Regions from separate parts of the Hordeum vulgare genome. Here regions 1 and 3 are each linked to region 2. Evidence: chromatin contacts called from public Hi-C data. All regions are on one chromosome and are shown on one strand. Each heading gives the region's core, a stretch centred on a gene start, on an enhancer-like site or on the middle of the called end of the contact. The rest is flanking DNA. Distances are from core to core; before and after follow the strand shown. Region 1 holds the start of LOC123443642 (putative E3 ubiquitin-protein ligase RING1a). Region 2 holds the start of LOC123443651 (zinc finger CCCH domain-containing protein 36-like). Region 3 holds the start of LOC123443679.

Region 1 (3,601 bases), core at 755-3,254, 300 kb after region 2:
CGCGTGTGTTCTGTGTGATCCATGTATCTTCGGATCGACAGTGTATGAGGGGCACCCCATCTCGTTGCATCGTTCGTCCGTGTACTTTGTTTGGTTGTTGCTTTATATATTAAGCGGGGCAAAAGCCTGTTTCACGAATAGTCATAAGAGCATTTAGAGTCAGACCTTTCAAATTCGTCTCAAATCCCGGGTAGTCCGTGCGACCACTAACAGGTCATAAAAAATGACCCAACCGGACTACTCAACCCCGTCTCAAACATCCAGATTGACTAGCATCCCTCATATACATTCCAAATGTAGGGAAGATATGGGGCGGCCTGGTCACGCCTGGGCGCTTCCGCCACGCCCGCCATGTCCTAGCTGAGAGGTCCGGCCCACCACCAACTTAACCATCGTCCCACGAAAAACCCCATCCAACGCCTCGCTCTGAGCCCTAGTTCACTATCTCTCGCTCCGTCCTCTCATCTCCCTTTACGTTTCATATCCCATCCACTCCGATGTCCAGCTCCGGGAGCCACTCTGGCTTTGACCTCGACTGGGACGAGGAGTTGGCCCTCCGCATTGCCTTGGAGCGGTCCGAGGTGGACACTAGATGCAACTCTGGATCCGGAGCATCGCTGCAGCTTGAGTCGGCGCAGTGCAGCCGCCGGAGCTGGACCCTCCCGGCCCACGCGCAACTTCGCCAGGACAACACAGTTTGTGCCGCCCCTGCGAAGTCCCCCCCCCCCGCGAACCGCTCCTCCACATGGGGAGCGGTGGGTGCTATTGAACGCGTTGCCGGCCCGCATGCGCACCCAGGAATCGAAAGTGCGCACCGCCCGCCATGAGAGGCGACGGGACGCGGCGGGCGTTGGATGAAGGGCCTCATCGTCATCTCCGACTCTGACGACGGCGATGTCGACAACTGCACCTCCTCCGACGATGACCAAGACTATCCACCAGTCGCGGACGCCTACAACCGTGTCAGTGACCGATAGGGCAAAGGCTCGATGAGGAAGTGATGAGTTTCCTCGTTTAATTTGTAGTTATTTAGTACTGTCGTTAGAACTTGTTCGTCGTATGTGGATTATATGAATTTTGACTAGCTTTTGTAGATCGAAATGGGATCTTTTGATGATCGGAATATACATATCTAATTCCGTTTCGTAGTCCATGCAATAATCTATGTAATTTATCTTCAAGTTACATGGTTAATATGAATATAGGATGTCTAATAATATAAAGAGTACGAATGTGAATGATAAGGCCTTGCTTGGGATACTTTTTTGTTTTTACAGGTGTAATAGTTTACACAGGTATTATACCAGTCATAAGTATAAAACCAGCTGAAACTAAACCGATGGATGAAGATGTATATTTCTTTTACAAATGTATTTGGCATAGAAACGGCATCCCAAGCAGGGCCTAAGAGTGTTTAGATTACTAAAATAATATTCTAAATGCGTTTATATTAAGTTTACAGAGGAAATACTCCTACTAGTTAAGCCGTGTTTAAGGACCGGATCTACCAACCGTGGCTTAGATGCCACACGCTGAAGAACACAACTTACATGGATGCATTAGTCAACGGAACCGAGTACCACTCCCAATCATCACCACCTTCCTGCATCGGGCAAGCCTACGTACGCAGCGCACGTCCCGTATGCAGCCTGCGCCTCCCCCTTGGAAAGTTCCTCCGGCTTACCGCCGTTGACCCCAAAGGCTCACCGACGACGAACCGTCTCGCCGGAGACGACGGACTGGAGCTCGTCCTCCCCCCACGGTCTTTATTATTTTTCCTATATAGCGTAAGCAAGCCGCGAGTTAAAATTTTGTTCCGGAGGGCGGTTCCACCGGGCCGGGGCGTGGGCGGGTCGGGCCGTGGGCGCACCAACCCAAAGTTACACGCGACGCAGCACAGCTGCACAGGGAAGGGCAGGCACCACCCCCACCCCCTCCCCCTGCCTCGCCTCGCCTTTCTTTCTTTTCCTCTCGCTCTCCGCCTCCCCCTCGACTCGAGCCGCTTCCACCCACCTCCTGCCTCCTCCCTCTCACTCCTCCGCCCGCCCACCCGCCCGCCCACGCGCGCCCGTCCTCTCCCCCGCGGGCCCGAGACGAGCGCCGCGCCGAGGAGCGGGGAGGGTAGCCAGCCGGCCGGAATGCCCGCGCAGAAGCGCCCGCACCCGTCGCCAGACGCGGACGACGGCCACGTCGTCGAGGAGGAGGAGGCTGCCGCTGCCGGGGCCGCCGGCTCCGGCACGGAGGGTGGCGGCGGCGCAGCCCCGAGGGCGGCCAACGGGGGCTCCGCGGAGCTGGCCAAGGACGGTGGTGGTGAGAGCTGCTTCGAGCGACGCGCGCCGCCGACTCATCTCCCACGCGATGTACGCATCGCGTCCTCTGTTTCGGTGCCGGGGTCGCTGACTGGCTTGCGTGTTTGACGGGCTCTGCAGATTCCGACGCGGGGGAGGACGAGGACGACGAGGAGGAGGAAGAGCGGAAGAAGGAGAACGAGCACGAGGAAGGCGGCGGCAGCGGCGGGGACGACGAGAACGGCGACGACAGCCAGTCGTCGGAGAGCGACGCCGCCGACATGGACGAGTATGTGGACCGTCCACGCCTCTCCTCCCTCCTCCCTCTCAGCCCCTTCCTATCTCCTTCTCCTCTGCCTCCTCTCGCATCCGTGCCGATTTCCCGTCGTCGTCACGCCGCGTCCCCGTACGCTAGCTTCGCTTCGCCGGGGTGGTATCGGAGGTCATCGTCAGGGGAGCCCCCCTGGGCCGGCGGCACCGCCGATGGCCGCATCGTCTCGCCTCGTCGGGCTGAGCGCTGGATCTTCGTCGTGTCGTGCTTCGTATGCTGGGTCGGGTTTCTCGTGGCGGCGGCAGCGGCAGCCCACCACGAGTCGTCCTCGTGGTTAGGCGCAGGTGCTGACCGCTTCGTCCGTCCCGGCCGCCGTGAGTGCTCCGGTCACCGCCGAGTCATGGGATCTTTCTGTAGCATGCATGCTTTCGTCACACGGCTCCGCGGAGTCGCCGTGCTCGCGACGGCAAATGCTGGGACCGGCATCCAGGGTCGATCGCCGCATACCGAAGCTGTTACCCCGGAGTCGCCAGCCACATCTCAACTGGCGGTCATGTTCGTCGTGGTTCAGCTGTCCACTGAAAAATTCCCTGTTTCTCTTGCTTCTGAATCGTGTGCGGCCACGGCCAACACTTTCGTCCCATCTCTGCTGCTAGCCTGACCTCCTGGATCGCAATGGTCTTGCCATGCTTATACCCGTGGGAGCTCCCTGCCCAAGCCTGCCTCCCACCCGTGTGCACCCTTGTTCATCACGTCTAATGGTTGTGTGGAGAGGCCGTGTCCTTATGGCAAACACTATTCAAGCTCACCCAGCCCATGTAAGATCTTCCGGTGGATTTTCCCAGTTTCGTAACAGGTGCCGCCTTCCTCTGCATTGGGAGCATCTTCGTGTTTCCTGCACTGTCTTGGCCATGACTTGTCCTGTCGTGCTCTGAACATCTCTCTGCTTCTACTGTTGCTGTCCTGACCTCCATGACCGCGATAGGTCTTACACTGTTTATGTGTCTTAACTCAGTATTATGCAAATGCATTTCTTATTCTC
Region 2 (3,372 bases), core at 216-2,715:
GACCCATGACTGAGTCAGAACATGCCATGCAAACCTGTTGCATATCAGTTTGCAAGCCTGCAAAACCGCATACTCTTGTCTCGAGCAATAGACTGAACAAAAATTGACCCTCTCCCTAACATCAGCACAACAGTAATCACAAGATGAGCATAATGCCACGTATTGCAACGCGAAGGCACTTCACTATATATGCCAATCGGTCGACTTGATGGTCAACCAAATAATTCTACATTCCTTCAACAAAATTAGCAACATGAGGGTTTGCCTCAACATTTGCTGTGTTAGGCCGTTAGTTGACTAAAGCGATAAAAACGGGTTTGTTCTTTAATAAAAATCAAAAACAAGGCATACGAGCCATTAATATTCCATGAAAAGCGGAATTTTGTAACTAATTGCTTACGCTAGGGTCACGCAACTTCGCAACCAACTGGCCTAGATGGCTATATCCACGTGATGGCGTAATCTATTAGGATATACAGAAACGGCAAAAAACTGCCTCAAACAACACGACAAACTGCTTCACTGTACAGTGCTTGGCTGGCTCTACCATAGTAAGGTCGCGTCGAGATACCATCTAGTTGCTGCTATACTACACGAGCAGCTTCACCTACTTAAAACACGCTTCGAGCTCCTCGTCGTATAGCAACTAATAGTACCAATGACGTCACAATCATAGACCGATACAAGTCATCAAGTCAACCATAGTCAGCAACAAAACTTCACCATAACCCATCTACCCAAAACAGCATAGCAATGCTAGCAACATAAATAAGCGCCAACGGCTAAGTTGAAAAACAGGCGCGAAAGGCTCGGTTATTGCAACTCAAGCATTCCAAGGCAAACCCTACAGAACTGCGTGTAGAATTTCTCGCCTGGTATCACAGCTCCAGCACCCCCTGATGCCAGATCACCTACCCAGCGCCTCCCCCCACACAGGCAAAACAGCTTAGCAAGTATCAACCAATAATCAAACACATAAACTAGAAGATGCGCATTTTCCCCCACTGGATCTTCCTGTCCGAGCCTTGCCTGCACAGATCTAGCGTTTCGAAGCAATTATGCACCGAAACTAGAAGCATAAACAGTACATGAACCGGTAGAGGATGCATTTAGAGGGCGATCGAGGGGCAATACCGTGAGAACCGTTGCCGCTCGCGGAGCTCCAGGGCCTCTTCAGCCCCGCCCGCTCCGCCGCCTCCTCCGGCTGCTCCATGATCTCCATTTCCACATCCGTAATCTCGTCCTTCGCCGGCAGCCCGCCCACGGGGCCAGCGGCAGTCGCCATTGGGGGGCGACTACGGTGCTGCGCCGCGGCGGCGACGGGGGTTTGGTGGAGGAAGGGAGGGAGGGAGGGAGCGGCGGCGGCGAGGTGCGCGTGAGGGGTGGGGGATTTGGGGGCAAAACCTCGGTCTCTTCAGTTTCTTTCCCCTCTCCTATCTCTGCTGCCCTTGCGTCGCATTTGGGTCGCCACGGCGACGGGGTGGCGTCCCTAACCCGGCTATAAAGGGTACGACCCCGCCCCTGAGCGCGTGGTTTTGCGTTTCTGCTAATTCGGCGGGCCCGGCGGTATATTTCGGGACATATATCCGATCAAAGCCCTGCATTCATTGCTCCCAACACGAGACATATAGTTAAATTCTTTTTTCTTTTTTGAATTGTATGATAAGCAATTCAAACAATTCAAAAAATATTTAAAGTCTTAAAAAAAGACTTGATGAACTCGCAAGGCATCCCGAACGTTTGCTATGGAATACACCTTCAGCAAAAAAGGGGTGAAAACTTGGGATGCTCCGTTGCCTCAGATAACAAGGATGATCTTCCCTGGCTTTGCGCAGGTGATTTTAATGAGGTAGTATTCCAAGCGGAACAGCAAGAATGAAACCCGCAAAGTTTTGTGGAAATGAAGGGTTTAAGAAATTGCTTGGCCGATAGTGGTTTAGCAGACCTGGGTTCTCTCGGGATATCCATTTACGTGGGATAATAAAAAGATGCAGAGAAAAAAAAATAAGTTGGGGTAGACCGAGCCACATGCGATGATGACTTTTCTGTAAATGTTTCCTGAGACGTGTGTCGAGCATATTTTGATGGAAGGATCTGGCCACACTGCACTTCTTAGTCAAGTTATGATGACACAAGTCACATGAGATAAAAGGCAGAGGGGATTCAATTATGAGGAAGCATGGACTCGTCATGGTTATTGACCTGTGACAAATAGTTGACGAGGACCAGACGGATCTTGGTGGGGTGTGTAGCAAACTGGGCAGGGTCCACAGCGACATGCAGAGGTGGAGTTGAACGGTCTTTGGCTCAATCTGACGACAGATAGGGTGTCTCATAGGGAAAAAAAATGGTCAACGCTCTCCTCAAAATGATGGTTCTCGTGACACGACGGACGATGAGATGAGGAATATGGCAGTGGCCTTTTATGAGAAATTATTCACTTCAGAAGGCTCGATCCAGACGGGGCATTGTTATAATGTATAGGTGGTGGTGTTTCAAAGGAAATGAATGTATGGTTGATAGTGGGCGATGAGGAGATCGAGGCAACTCTATTCCAAATGGGGTCAACCAAGGCATCGGGTCGAACGGGCTACCGGTATTGTTCTATCAACCGCACTAGTTGTTGGTTAGAGGAGTTGTTTGCATGGTGGTTAGGGAATTCCTGGTGGGTGTGGTGGCACTAAAAAATTAACGGTCGTTGTTATGATCCCAAAAGTAACTTCACCAAAATTGCTTTCCCAGTTCCACCTCGTTAGCCTCTATAATATGCTATACAAGATTGCTGCAAAAGTTTTGGCAAATAGGTTGAAAGTGGTGTTGTCAGTCATGATCTCAAAGGAACAAGATGCATTTGTACCACGCAGGCTCAACTCATCACATATAATGTCCTTGTTGTGTATGAGTGTGTTCATGCAATCAGGACGAGAAACGGAAAGAAGGCGCTCTATGTTGTTGAGTTGGGCAGGATGAAGGCATATGACAGGGTGAAATGGATTTTTTTTTGGAGCAGATGCAGGCACGTTTTGGTTCTGCGGATGAGTGAATCGAAATGATTATGATATGTACTTCAACGCAGTTTTCAGTTAAGTTAAATGGAGGCTTCTCGCGCGGGTTTGTGTCGTGGAGAGGGCTAAGGCAGGGGGACCCCATCTCCCCATATTTATTCATGTAATGCATGGAACTTATTTCTTGTTGTGTTAAAGAATGCCCAAAGGGGCAAGGGTGTTAAGGGAATCTCGTTTGGGTGCACTAGCCCCACGGTTACTCACTGCTGAAGATGGTATTGTGTTTTGGGAAGGGTCTCAAGGTAATTTTGAAGATCTCCGCTCTATATTGCATAACTATGGGGTGGCTTGTGGAGGAAAGTCACTT
Region 3 (3,297 bases), core at 144-2,643, 400 kb before region 2:
AAGTTTTCTTGGTGTGTATCTACTTCAGATGGATTATCATGAGGATCATCATTTCGAGAAACCCTATCTATAGAAGAAACTGTCAGCATGTCATCAGAAGGTGTGTAAAGAGTACCCCCACAAGCTTCCACGTCACCAATCATTTCACTACCAAGAACCGTCGAAGATGTTATTTCTTGATTCGTGGCAAGTCCTTGAGAGGAATTATCTTGACTTAAAGCTACAGCCTTCTCATCACTTGTTTCCACTGTACGATTGGGTACAACAGATAGTGATGGCACAGATTTCTTCTGAAGCTTGCCCCGCACCTTAGGATGAAACTTTACAGCAGCTTCCGCTTCTGCGGGGGCATCAGTGATGTCGCCAAAGTTAGCCTCATCATCAATCATGTCCAACCCCCCTTTGTGGCCTCCAAGAAGCTGTTTTGACCTGCCAAAGTCACTTTAGGAAATATTGCAGGTTCAGAAAGCAGCAGCAGCAAGGCAAGCATGTTATATAAAAAAGAAATGGACAATATATTATCTCACAGAGAGATAATAAAATAAAAGGAAACGGAAATCCTTGTTGGCACTATCTTTCTAAGGCCCCGTAACATCTTATCGGTCCACTTTGCCGTGGACAAGAAACACCAGACAGTACAATCAAAACACACAGGTAAACTTCTGGTAACCAGCCATATTTTCCAGGTTCTAACAACACAATTGCATTCATTTGTTGCAAGATTAAAAGACCATACAAATTTAGCACATGGCACAAGAAAAGGCAGTACTACCTCAACCAAACGAAGAGCTAGCACAAGCACAAGCACATAGCACACGAGGTGTGAACTAATCAACCAAACGAATACGTAAAATTAAATCTTACTATTCGATTTGGTTCACAAGAAAGCATCAAGCCATCAACGACCGAATTTCTAATTAGTTTCAACAACAATTGTACATACGGTTCATCAACAAGAAATCTACAACGTACCAAACATTCGTGCAGAACAAAAGAAATCAACTAGTAACGAGGAGCATGAAATCTTTACCTGGTGACACCACGAAGGTACTTTCCCGGTGACGGCGAGTACGAACTTTTTGGCCCCTAGAAGAGGTCGAGCTTGTCCGCAGCGGGGAAGTAGAGGATTGGGAAGAGAGGAGGGGGGCAGCAGCGGAGAAGCACAGACTGGGTAGTGCGGCGGTGTTGGGGGTAGCACTGAGTCGGTAGGGGGTGACGCAGGCGGCAGGGAGGCTATGAGGTGGGGAGGTGCCCGTGGGGAAGGGAAGGACACGGAGAGGCGGCGGCAGCAGGGGGGCGGCGGCGGCGGCGGCGGCGGCGGCACCACCTCAACGCGGTTGCCTTCGCACGCGGCACGCCCTCGCCAGCGGAATCCAATAGACGAGGCGGATCCTTTTTATTTTTTTGAGAATTGACGAGGCGGATCCTAAATCCGCGCAACCGCCCTGTCTATATGGGCCGGCCCAGGTTGGGGTTCTTCGTCGACTCTGTTCGGCCGGGAGAGAGCGCTATATCGCGCACTAAGCAACTGCTTCATTTAATAAAAAAGGCGTTTCTTGGGGAGTCCCCGTAAGGGTCACTTGCAGCGGGTTGAGAGCACGTCACTTTTTTTAAAGTTTTCTAAATTGCACTCGTTTTTCGTCTTCATGTGTCATTTTTTAAAGTTTTCTAAATTGCACTCGTTTTTCGTTTTTAGATGATTTTTCTGTTTTTAAGGCTTTTCTTAGGCTTTGGATCCAAAAAATGATTTTTTATGCGAAGAACCGTGTTTTTTTTCGTGAGAGGCACGAATTTACTTCTCGTGGAGACGTGAATTTTCTTCCGTGAAAGACACGGATTTGGTTCCGCGAGAGGCATGACCGTGTTTCTTGAAAAGAAAAAAAACAATTTTTTCCTACCATGAGAGGTATGAATTTACTTTTCGTAGAGCCACGGATTTGCTTCCGCGAGAAGAAAAAACGTATGTTTCCGCAAGAGGCCTGCATTTATTTCATGTAGAGACACGAATTTGCTTACGCGAGAGGCACGATCGTGCCTCTCGCAAAAGGAAAAAAGAACGTGCTCCCGGTTCGAAAAGGGAAAAACGTGCTTTGGGTTCGAAAAGGGGAAAACATATTCGGTTTGTGTTTTTTGTCCCTTTTTTCTATGAAAAAACCCTATTAATATGAGATCTATTTTTAAAGATGACGACACGAGAAATCCAATAGTTAAGAGATAAAACATTTTAAATAAACGAATCTACGAAAAAAGGGAAAACCTCAGGTTGCGACTAATGGCGTATAGGTGGTGTTTAGTTGGGTTGTGGATTTCTGAAAGCAGCTGCGGAAAATCTGTTGTGGAAAAGTAGCTGTGAAAATTGTGTTGTAAGAATGGAGATAAATGTATGAAATACCCCTAAAAGTTGAGAGATTGGTTGCACGTTATTTAATGATAATAACATTATTACAAGCTGATTTAGAGCACTAATTTAAATCTAACTAAATAGTCATCCGACTTATGATGAACATGGTATCTTTTGACATGGCAAAAGAGTAGCATTACATGATATTTTGACATGGCAAAATAGTAGCAACTTTTTATAAGGATCAATACAACACATAGAAATAGAAATGTTGATGAACTAGCAATCGAGCCCAAATATTTTATCATTCATCAATGTATCGGTATATTAGAACGCTTGCAATTTTATGAAGCGAAAACCCATCAACTAGATTACTAGGAGCAGCACAAAATATTTTACACACTTCTACACATATCACAAAATAGAATAGTAGTTTGTCCATGAGCAGATGAAAGAACTCTATGATCGATTTGAGCTCATCAAAGAGTTAGCAATTCTATCATGGACTATGTTCATGTTGACGATGTCAAGTCCCGCCGGAACACTATCTCTTTGGAGTTACTTGGATAATCTCGAACTTGTTAGATAAATTACTGGCATAGAACTCACACATATCACAAACTAGTTGTACTAGATCCATAAAAATTACTCTGTCCATGGCAAACCAAATGCTCACAAATATTCAGGTAGAACACTAATGAATCTGGAAAAAGGGAGTTGTACCTTGGGATGGTGGGGTGATGCGGACGGAGGGACGAAGAAGAGCAACACGGGGCTGAGCAGCGTTGGCTACCCCGTGATCGGAGACGACCTGATGGTGGAGGTCTACGATGGGGCGGCGACAGAGCTTAGAAGAGGACGACATGCTGAGATAGATGGAGACGGTCGGAGGACGGCGGCGGCGCGCCGGTGACGAGGAACCCTAGAATCGCTATAGACCCGCAGTATAGCGGTTG

What was found. Hi-C and Micro-C count contacts between places; a contact is called where the count stands out from the background.
Region 1: a contact with region 2 is called in a Hi-C map of leaf, with 4 times the contacts expected there. The contact joins the promoter of LOC123443642 here to the promoter of LOC123443651 in region 2. A contact is called at or near these places in 3 of 6 Hi-C or Micro-C datasets (leaf and seedling) and 1 of 1 datasets of contacts at active chromatin or transcription factors (embryo).
Region 3: a Hi-C map of leaf shows a contact between it and region 2, with 2.6 times the contacts expected there. The contact joins the promoter of LOC123443679 here to the promoter of LOC123443651 in region 2. A contact is called at or near these places in 3 of 6 Hi-C or Micro-C datasets (leaf and seedling).

What each region holds. Positions count from the first base shown.
Region 1 is chr1H:443,272,498-443,276,098 of MorexV3_pseudomolecules_assembly, reverse strand. LOC123443642 (putative E3 ubiquitin-protein ligase RING1a) reads left to right here and starts at 2,004. Exons shown (of 10, transcript XM_045120120.1): 1 at 2,004-2,310; 2 at 2,430-2,577. The coding sequence starts at 2,139.
Region 2 is chr1H:443,568,917-443,572,288 of MorexV3_pseudomolecules_assembly, reverse strand. LOC123443651 (zinc finger CCCH domain-containing protein 36-like) reads right to left here and starts at 1,465. Exons shown (of 7, transcript XR_006630758.1): 1 at 1,135-1,465.
Region 3 is chr1H:443,967,638-443,970,934 of MorexV3_pseudomolecules_assembly, reverse strand. LOC123443679 reads right to left here and starts at 1,393. Exons shown (of 10, transcript XM_045120188.1): 1 at 1,031-1,393; 2 at 1-441. The coding sequence starts at 389.